Linked DNA regions of Triticum aestivum: region 1 is linked to region 2. Evidence: chromatin contacts called from public Hi-C data. All regions are on one chromosome and are shown on one strand. Each heading gives the region's core, a stretch centred on a gene start, on an enhancer-like site or on the middle of the called end of the contact. The rest is flanking DNA. Distances are from core to core; before and after follow the strand shown. Region 1 has its middle 110 kb from the start of LOC123062055. Region 2 holds the start of LOC123062055 (probable alpha,alpha-trehalose-phosphate synthase [UDP-forming] 7).

The links. Hi-C and Micro-C count contacts between places; a contact is called where the count stands out from the background.
Region 1: a Hi-C map of leaf shows a contact between it and region 2, with 6 times the contacts expected there. The contact joins the enhancer-like site here to the promoter of LOC123062055 in region 2. A contact is called at or near these places in 3 of 5 Hi-C or Micro-C datasets (all in leaf).

What each region holds. Positions count from the first base shown.
Region 1 is chr3A:529,116,619-529,121,537 of IWGSC CS RefSeq v2.1, reverse strand. No RefSeq gene overlaps it. Among protein-coding and RNA genes, the nearest start is that of LOC123062055, 110 kb to the right of the region's middle. Within about 2 kb of position 2,142, at least 7 of the 8 cell types and tissues checked have an H3K27ac peak or open chromatin away from gene starts, as enhancers often do. A contact at or near this core is called in leaf, where this site is marked.
Region 2 is chr3A:529,004,721-529,009,661 of IWGSC CS RefSeq v2.1, reverse strand. LOC123062055 (probable alpha,alpha-trehalose-phosphate synthase [UDP-forming] 7) reads left to right here and starts at 3,628. Exons shown (of 3, transcript XM_044485385.1): 1 at 3,628-4,941. The coding sequence starts at 3,827.

The sequences.
Region 1 (4,919 bases), core at 893-3,392, 110 kb before region 2:
TGTTAGCAAGTACAAAGGTCTCGGTTTGGAAGGTTTCTCTAATGTAAGTAATAGTCATATCTTTCCTTTTTTGGTCATTACTTGTAACATATCAGGAATGAAACAGCAACTTTTTCTAAAATATTGTAGGAGGATTTACATGCTCTACGTCAAAAATTCCTTTTCGAGATTGTAACTTGCAAGCACAATGAAATTCAGCTCCCATTAGTAACTTCTTTCCTGCAGAGACATGTAAGTTATGTTCTGCACCTGTGTTTCCAATTAACATATTTCTTCTTTCTATTTTCAAGGGTCTCATTAATATTGTCACCATCAAGGGAAGTTGCACTGCAAGATTGAACTCAAAGGAATACTTCGATGCGAAAAATGTTTCCTTAACGATAGAGCTATCTTTTTTTTCTCTTAATGGTCTAGTGATAGTTTCTTTCCAAGAAATTTGGGTGTAAATAATGTCTGAAAACAGCTGAAACATTTTTGTAAACGAGCAACCAATTTCTTTGGGAAACATATTTCCCTTTTTAATTCTCAAGGGTCCCAATGCAAGAATTTTTTTCAACTCAAAGGAACAGTTCCATGAGGAAACTAATCTGCCTTTTGTTTAACATGGTTCCCTAGTTATATTTTCTTGCATTACGCTCAATTTTTAATAAGGCTTAAATCTGCAAAATAAGTTTGCAAAGAAGCTCAAATATTTATATTATTTTTTCCATGTATTTTTTCTGTATGTTTTTTTTCTTATACTGATTCTTTGTTGCACATTTCGAACTCTTCTTTTACTACTGTTTGTCAAGTTTATTGTAATTGTTCTTCCTTTGACAAAGAAACAATTATGTTTGTTGGAAAATAAGTTTGCAAAATAAGTTGTCATTATTTTTTTCTTTTATTGGAACTGATCTTCCTTTGACAAAGAAACAACAGAAGCAACAGAGAGAAACAGTACAAGAAAAGAAACCGAGAAACAAACACGCGTGAAACAGAGAAAGCAGGCGTTCGCGAAACAGTACAAACGGTTTTTAAAACGCGCGCCCAACAGAGAAATAGAGAAAAGCGGCCCAAACAGCCCACTAGCGAACCCCCCTGTGCGAACGCGACACTTTGACGCAGAATGCGTCGTATAGGACCTCCCGAGGCTAGCATCGAACTCAGCACGAGCGCCCGAGAAAATTCCCCCCTGTAGACCTTCTTCCCTCTGGTTGCATGTTTGCAGATGATCCACGTGCGATCCCCTTAAAAACAGAAACAGAGGACAAGAAACAATATTGTGTCGTGATACCGGCCTCTAAGCCAACCCGACAAAGAACGATATAAAAACGAAGCACGTACAGGCCTCCCGGCAATTCAGCGTCACCACCGAAATAATCCGGTCTCACCGACGGCCTTGACCGGAGATTCGCTTTAAAATACCGGTGTCCTCGAACTTTCCAGGGTGTGCATGGAGCCATGAACGCGTCAAGATCTGCTGGGCATTCTATACATTTTATGCACGGTGCAGACATCAGCCGTGCATGAAACCATGCCGTCACGCACGTCTCCCGCTCCGCATCTCCATGGCGGACCGCTAAGTGTGGCAAGAATAATTGGCGTGCATACGTGAGCATGTTTGACCTAGCCGGTAAACTCATCACGATCGTCCCACTACCGAGTAATCATCTGTACTTATTTACAGCCAGTAGGAATTTAGATGGAACCTAGCATGATTGGAGAGGACCAGGAGGCACGCAGGAGCCATCGGGACGCGAAAGAGCGAGAGGGACCCGTTTGGTCCTGCTCCTGCAGGCGGAGCGGGATCGTTTTTATCTGCCGGACTGAGAATCGAATCGGGGCCGTAAATTCTCCGAAAGAGAGAGGATCTGGGCCGTCGGGGGGTTCCTATCCGCAGCAGATAACGTAGGCGCGGCGCCGGCCGGAAGATGCGCGCGTCGATGTCTTATCGCGAGCCCGGCCGAAGGGCCAATCACTCGACCCCCAGCAGCGCCGGCGCCAGGGCCGCCGCGGCCTTTCCGCTCCTCCACCCGCGCGCGGCCCGCTTTTCGCCGACGGCGACGCTGTCGGCCGCCCGCGGGCGCCACCACCACCATCACAGGGCGGCCTTCCGCGCGCGCCAAGCGCCACATTCACCGTATCATTAACCCGCAGCGCGGCGATCCACCCCGTCGTGTCGTATCGGGGGGCAGGGCCAGGGCCAATGCATGCCGGTCAGGATCGGAACACGACGCGAGGGTCCAGTCTGCTGGCGATCGCGCCCGTATCGGTGTCGCACATGATTTCCCCCTTTTGGCTCGTGGTCCGTGGCGTCTAGCTCTAGCTTGTTGGCAAGATGATTTGGAATTTCTCGGAATCTTCGTGGTTCTTGCGACGCCCACTTGTTGATGGAAGTGCCGGTGGAAAACTATCAAGTATCTTTCGCCAAAAAGAGGCGAAAGCGGCTTGTTTTGCTGCTGCTCAGAGATTTCGAAGCACTCCTCTTCTAGTGGCATATCGTTCTATCAGGATTAGTGACACGTCAGCATTTTTTGTTGCATGCAATGCAGATCAGTGTCCCGATGGAATAGCTTTCCTTGGAACCAATCGTATATTTGGACACATCTATATCTTGAGGCACTTGCTATAACCACGTGTCCTCGTTCCCTCTCACGAGAGTTAGTCGAGGATCATCAGGAATATATCTATCTATCTCAAGCTCCCAGCTTGTCAACCGTCGATGCACATTTGGTGCACGTTAACATAAGAGCCGGAATATGAGGAGTTGAAGAAATATGCCGAGTTAAAAAATAAATATGAAATGTTCCCTAGCGCGGTTCTGGAACATTTGGAATAAAAAGAGTCGGATCACAGACCAATAATTATGAGTTTGCATGAGGAAGTGGTTCAAGAACCCGTGGAAAGATCAGTCCTCCGGTTCGAGGCACGTTGGCTGAGAGAAGAAAAGTTCAGAGAGGTGGTAGAAGAAGCTTGGCAGTCTTCAAGGCCGGAGCAGAAGAACATTGGGCTTGCATGCCGTTTGGCGTATGTTCATGAACAACTTCATCGGTGGGACAAGACAGTGTTGCGCAAATCTTCAAAGAAAATTAAGAAGGTACAGAGAGAATTAGAGCAAGTTTCCAGGGATGTGCTTTCTTAGGAAAATGTTACAAAACAAAAGGAACTTGCGGAAGAGCTGGAACAGTTATTGCCAATGGAGAAGATTCACTGGGCTCAAAGGAGTCGTATAAACTGGCTCATGTTCGGTGACCGAAATACGTCATATTTCCAAAAGTTTGCGTCTGCTCGGAAACTAAGGAACCGGATAGGCAATCTGAAGGATGATCAAGGCGTTTGGCGGGAGGGTACTGCATACTTAAACCCGCTAATTTCCCAATATTTTGCGGGCCTGTTCTCCACCGAGATTGATGAACCGGATCCTAGTTTGCTTGAAAAGGTGAATCGGAGGGTAACGCCGCAGGTGAATGAAGCTCTACTAAAACCATATACTCCCGAAGAGGTAAAAAAAGCTCCTTTTCCCATTGGCGATTTGAAAGCTCCCGGTACGGACGAATTGCATGCTATCTTTTTTTTTAAATGTTGGCACATCCTTGGTGATGCTTTAACTACTGAAGTTCTTGATGCTATTAATAACAAGGCTATTCCTGAAGGATGGAATGACACGGTCATTGTTCTTATACCAAAAGTGGATAACCCGTACAGGATCACCCAACATAGACCCATAAGTCTTTGCAATATTCTTTATAAGGTGATCTCTAAAATGATAGAATTCCGGCTTAAGCTCTGTCTTGATGATATTATTGCCCCAGTGCAAAGTGCTTTCGTTCCAGACCGACTCATTACGAATAACATTTTGCTAGCTTATGAATGCATTCATACTATAAAAAATAAAAATAAAAATAAAGGAAAGGAGGGGTATTGTGCTGTAAAGCTTGATATGCACAAAGCCTATGATCGTGTGGAGTGGATATTCTCGGAGAGGATGATGAAAAGACTAGGATTTGAAAAAGAGTTTGTGAAGCTTTTAATGGCTTGTGTTTCCTCGGTTAAATACAAAGTGAGGTATAATGATCAAGAAACAGAGGAATTTACCCCTACAAGGGGGCTCTGACAAGGGGACCCCTTATCACCTTATTTATTTCTTATGTGTGCAGAGGGTTTATCTAGTGCTTTGGCTCATAAAGAGGAAGTTCGTGGCATTGAAGGTGTTCCGGTGTGCAGAAATGCACCATCAGTCTCTCATTTACTATTTGCTGATGATTCCCTAATCCTTATGAAAGCGGATATGTATAATGCAACCTCATTGAGACAGGTATTGGATGAATATTGTGCAAGTTCTGGACAATTGGTGAGTGAAGGGAAGTGTAGTATCTTCTTTAGCCCAAATGTGAATGTGGTTATCAAAGCTCAGGTCTGTGCAGAACTGAACATAATGACGGAAGCAATCTCTGACACATATCTTGGTCTTCCTTCTATGGTGAGTTTGGACCGGAGTGATAGTTTCTCTCACCTCGTTGAAAGAGTTGTGAATCGACTTAAAGGTTGGGAGGAAAAGTTGTTGTCCTTAGGAGGAAAGGAAATTCTTTTGAAAGCAATTATCCAATTTATCCCAGTTTATGCCATGGTTGTTTTTAAAATTCCAAAGAAAATATGTAAAGAAATCACGGATGCAATGGCGGCCTTTTGGTGGGGGGATACAGAGGAAGAGAAGAAAATGCACTGGCTAGCTTGGTGGAGGATGTGTCTTCCAAAAGATAAAGGAGGTATGTGGTTTCGGGACCTCCATGCTTTTAATTTAGCCATGCTAGCGAAACAAAGTTGGCGAATGATAACGCATCCGGACACTCTTTGTGCTACTGTCTTAATAGCAAAATACTTTCCTGATGAAAAATTTTTAAAGGCAGGGCCAAAAAAGGGATCATCTTTTACATGGCAGA
Region 2 (4,941 bases), core at 2,379-4,878:
GCCAAGGCAATTGCTCCAGTATTGTCACAAAAGATTTTCATTGGACCCGATGCACTAGGTATGACACCTAGATTGGATATGAACTCCTTCATCCAGACTCATTCATTTGCTGCTTCCGAAGCAACTATGTACTCCACTTCACACGTAGATCCCACCACGACGCTTTGTTTAGAACTGCACCAACTGACAGCTCCACCGTTCAATGTAAACACGTATCCGGTTTGCGATTTAGAATCGTCCGGATCAGCGTCAAAGCTTGAATCAACGTAACCATTTACAATGAGCTCTTTGTCACCTCCATAAACGAGAAACATATGCTTAGTCCTTTTTAGGTATTTCAGGATGTTCTTGACCGCTGTCCAGTGATCCACTCCTGGATTACTTTGGTACCTCCCTGCTAGACTTATAGCAAGGCACACATCAGGTCTGGTACACAGCATTGCATACATGATAGAGCGTATGGCTGAAGCATAGGGAACATCTTTCATCTTCTCTCTATCTTCTGCAGTGGTCGGGCATTGAGTCTTACTCAACTTCACACCTTGTAACACAGGCAAGAACCCTTTCTTTGCTTGATCCATTTTGAACTTCTTCAAAACTTTGTCAAGGTATGTGCTTTGTGAAAGTCTAATTAAGCGTCTTGATCTATCTCTATAGATCTTGATGCCCAATATATAAGCAGCTTCATCGAGGTCTTTCATTGAAAAACTCTTATTCAAGTATCCCTTTATGCTATCTAGAAATTCTATATCATTTCCAATCAGCAATATGTCATCCACATATAATAACAGAAATGCTATAGAGCTCCCACTCACTTTCTTGTAAACATATCCTCGAACAAAGTCTCCCTGTCAATGTCGAACTCATCCTCTTCCTCGAGCCCATAGTCCTCCGGAAACTCATGGTCCAGCGGGAAGCCGTCCAGGTCCAGGCCGACTTGATCTTGCATGAAGGCATCGTGTATGCTAGCTTGATCATAGGTCGCCGGCGTGAACGGCCCTCGGCCGTCCTGGCTTTGGGTCTCATCGGGATCGTAGCCAGCCACAGTGGCACTGCCAGCGGCCGCCGCACCACCCTCAAAGACGATGCTCTTCATGTAACGGTCGACCATCTTGTCGGCGGCGGCCGCCGGCATTCTGTCGAACAGGTCGCGAGTGCCGGGGAGCACGTCGGCTGGCATCACCCGCACGCGTTTCCTAGTCCATCTGGATGACGACGCACCAGCCACCGGCGTGGCGTTGAGGTCGATGGGCACGGGTGCGAGCGTGGAAGGAACCACCACGCTCATCTCCGACGAGCATTCCTCGGAGAGTTGGGAGGCTTGCGGGTAGACGTGGAAGCCGGGGATCGGGTGCCTCGTCGACGCGCGCGGTGACTCCGTCAGCACCATCCGTGGAAATGCGGACGAGCCGGTGCTGGCCGCGGCCACAACGGCGTTGACGAGCCCGTGCTGGCCAGGGTTTAACCCTAGGTAGAACAGGGCCTCCCTCGTTGCCGCCGCGACGCGGGCGTTGGTGTCCTCCTGCTGTGCGGCGGTGACCGCTGCTTCTTCCCTTGTGTCTGCCGTGTGCCTTCGGCCCTTCCTCTTGGCCGACTGCACGACCCGCTCCTCCGGCGTCAGCTTCTCCTTTGTCGGCGCGGCGGTCTTGCGAGGGGCGTGGGGCTTGCCTTTGCCAGAGGAGGAGGCGAGGCCGGAGGTCCGCTTCTTCTTTGGCGGCGCGACGGTCTTGCGAGGGGCTTGCCTTTGCTAGAGGGGGGAGGCAAGGCCGGCGGCCGCATCGAGGGCGTCGTCCATGGCGAGCGGCCAGGAGGGTTTTTGGGAAATTGGTGGGAACGATGGATGCTTTGCTATTGACTGTCGGGCCAGGGGAAGTATTTGTCGCACTGCGCGTGCGTCGATCTCGTATCCGCGCCAATGCAAATCAGGCTAAAAAAAGATCGAAAATGGATCAGCAAACGGACGAAAAGCGGACGAGCGTCTGTTTAGGTCGGTGCGTTGGGTCGACTTTTTAGTCCGCTGCGATCCAAACGGACGCGCGCGGATAAAATTGGTCGGCGCGTTGGAGTTGCTCTTAGGAGATGAAGAAATACTGTTTTATTGGAAGCCTCAAAACATCCTTGGACCGACCGACCGATGGTCGCGGCGGCTGGGGTGCATGGCCCAAGTGTCATAGTCGTACGTAGCATCCACGCAGAAAACAGCTTTGCCATTGCAGGTCATGGACAATGAGACGCGCCCTGCTTCTTTAATGCTTTCTTTCCGTGCGGATATGGAGGGTGCTGACTCGGAGCCGACGCGACGCCGCCCGGATTGGGCAGCGGTGCTCGGCCTCCACGTCACCTACACGTCGGCGCCTGTTGCCGCCCGCTGCAGGCAAGTTAAGCGCGTGCCAGGCCAGCCACCGTGAACGTGCTGGCCAGCCGCGTCCCCGCCCCACGACACGACGACGGCGGCGCCATGCGAGCTGGCGTTTGGGGACGACGAGACGACCGCGCACCGCCGATGGATCTCATTTGCCGCTTGGGGGAGTCGAATTCAGCTTCCAACCTGGAGAAAGTTTGGCCCCGGCAGCAGCCACCTCGCCTGGAAGGCCTCTTTTGACGAAACGTGCGTTGATTCGTCCCTGGCTGCTGCTTAAAAAAAGCAGATGGCCGGCTTCTTGAACTGCTTAAGCGCTTCTGCGCTTTTCATTTAGAATGACCACTTGGATTATGTTAATCAAGCTTAATAACCTGCAGTACTAGTACGAGTATTACTTAACTCATATAATTGTCCTTCTCAGAATCACGACTGCTGAATGGCCACGGCGAGACGAGATCTTATTTTTCCGGTCGAGGGTTGCAAAGCTGCTTTCAGGAGGCCGCCCACCGCATCACAAAAACTACATAACCTGTTGTCTGTTGAGGCTTGAGACAGTAGTAAAAGACACACACAACTTCCAATCTGATGAGCCTGCCGCGGCATCGTAGTTGCGGGCCGAGGATGCGATGCGAGCGACGCTCAACATGATGGATTCTGAGCCACATGTTTTTACCATTGAACCAAAAACCACAGATTTGTGAGCCGGGAGTCCAAAAAGATCTAAATGCAGCAGAAGGAACAAAACAATACTAGTACAAACGAGCATACAGGAGCGATGCGCAGGCAGTTCCCCGGCGCGCGCGTCACGCCCTGCGTCACCCGGGCCACGGCGTCGTGGCCGCGCCCGCACCGGACACGTTTTTCTCGCCCACCGGGGAAAGAGAGGACGAAATGAGCCACCGGAACAGTTAAAATGGCCAGCAGGCGGGCCCACGACCGCGTGGATCTGGTCCGTCCGTCGGCCAGCCGCTCCTGTAGCGGCCCTCATCGTAACCGTTAATGAGTGAGTGCGCCCCACAAGGGGAGGGGAGGGGAGGGATGGTGGGGCGCGTGACGCCAGCTGGCATCGGAGAGTGCGAGCGCAAACCTTATCCCCTGCGCCCCCCGTTCCGCGCGCCCTGGATAGGCGCGGTCCACGGGGATCGCACCCACCGACCCGGAGGCAGCCCGTTGCTGTCAGTGGACGGCAGTCCACGAGGGAGTCGCGCGCCGGGCCTCAGCCTAACCCCCCGCCCCGTGGAATATACGGGCCGCGTCCTCCTCCCCCGTCCCCAACCTCTCGCCTCCGGTTTCATTTCCAAACTCGAAAACCCACCACGCCACTTCCCCCACCCCTCGCTCGCCGTCTCTCTCAGATCAGATCGGATAAGATCAGAGCGGGGCACGATCTCGCGGTTTCTGCTGGAGACCTCGGCCGTTCCGCCAATCCGAGGGGGCTAGATTCTCCGAGCGCCTGCTTCAGCCATGATGTCGCGGTCGTATACCAACCTGCTCGATCTCGCCGAGGGCAACTTCGCCGCGCTGGGCCCGGCCAGCGGCGGTGCGCGGCGGAGGTCGGGCTCGTTCGGGATGAAGCGGATGTCGCGGGTCATGACGGTGCCGGGCACGCTGTCGGAGCTCGACGGGGAGGACGAGTCGGAGCCGGCCGCCACCAACAGCGTCGCCTCCGACGTGCCCTCCTCCGTGTCGGGCGAGCGCCTGCTCGTCGTCTCCAACCAGCTCCCAATCGTCGCGCGCCGCCGCCCCGACGGCCGCGGCTGGTCCTTCTCCTGGGACGACGACTCGCTGCTCCTCCAGCTCCGCGACGGCATTCCCGACGAGATGGAGGTGCTCTTCGTCGGCGGCGTGCGCGCCGACATCCCCCTCGCCGAGCAGGACGAGGTCTCGCAGGCGCTGTACGACCGCTTCCGCTGCGTCGCGGTGTTCCTCCCCGAGTCCCTCCACGACCGCTTCTACCACAGCTTCTGCAAGCGCCAACTCTGGCCTCTCTTCCACTACATGCTCCCCTTCGCCTCCTCCGCGCCTACAGCAACCTCCTCCTCCTCCTCCTCCTCATCGGCTCCCCCGGCTGGCAACGGCCGCTTCGACCGCGGCTCGTGGGAGGCATACGTGCTCGCCAACAAGTTCTTCTTCGAGAAGGTCGTGGAGGTCATCAACCCGGAGGACGACTATGTGTGGGTCCACGACTACCACCTCATGGCGCTTCCCACCTTCCTCCGCCGCCGCTTCAACCGCCTCCGCATCGGCTTCTTCCTCCACAGCCCATTCCCCTCGTCGGAGATCTACCGCACCCTGCCTGTCCGCGAGGAGATCCTAAAGGCGCTGCTCAATTGTGATCTCATTGGGTTCCACACTTTCGATTACGCCAGGCATTTCCTCTCATGCTGTAGTAGGATGCTGGGAATCGAATACCAGTCCAAGCGTGGGTACATTGGATTGGAGTACTTTGGCCGCACTGTTGGGATCAAAATCATGCCAGTGGGAATTCATATGGATCAGTTGCAGGCGGTTCTGTGCTTGCCGGACAGGCAGTGGAGAGTTTCCGAGCTGCAGCAGCAGTTTGAGGGGAAGACTGTGTT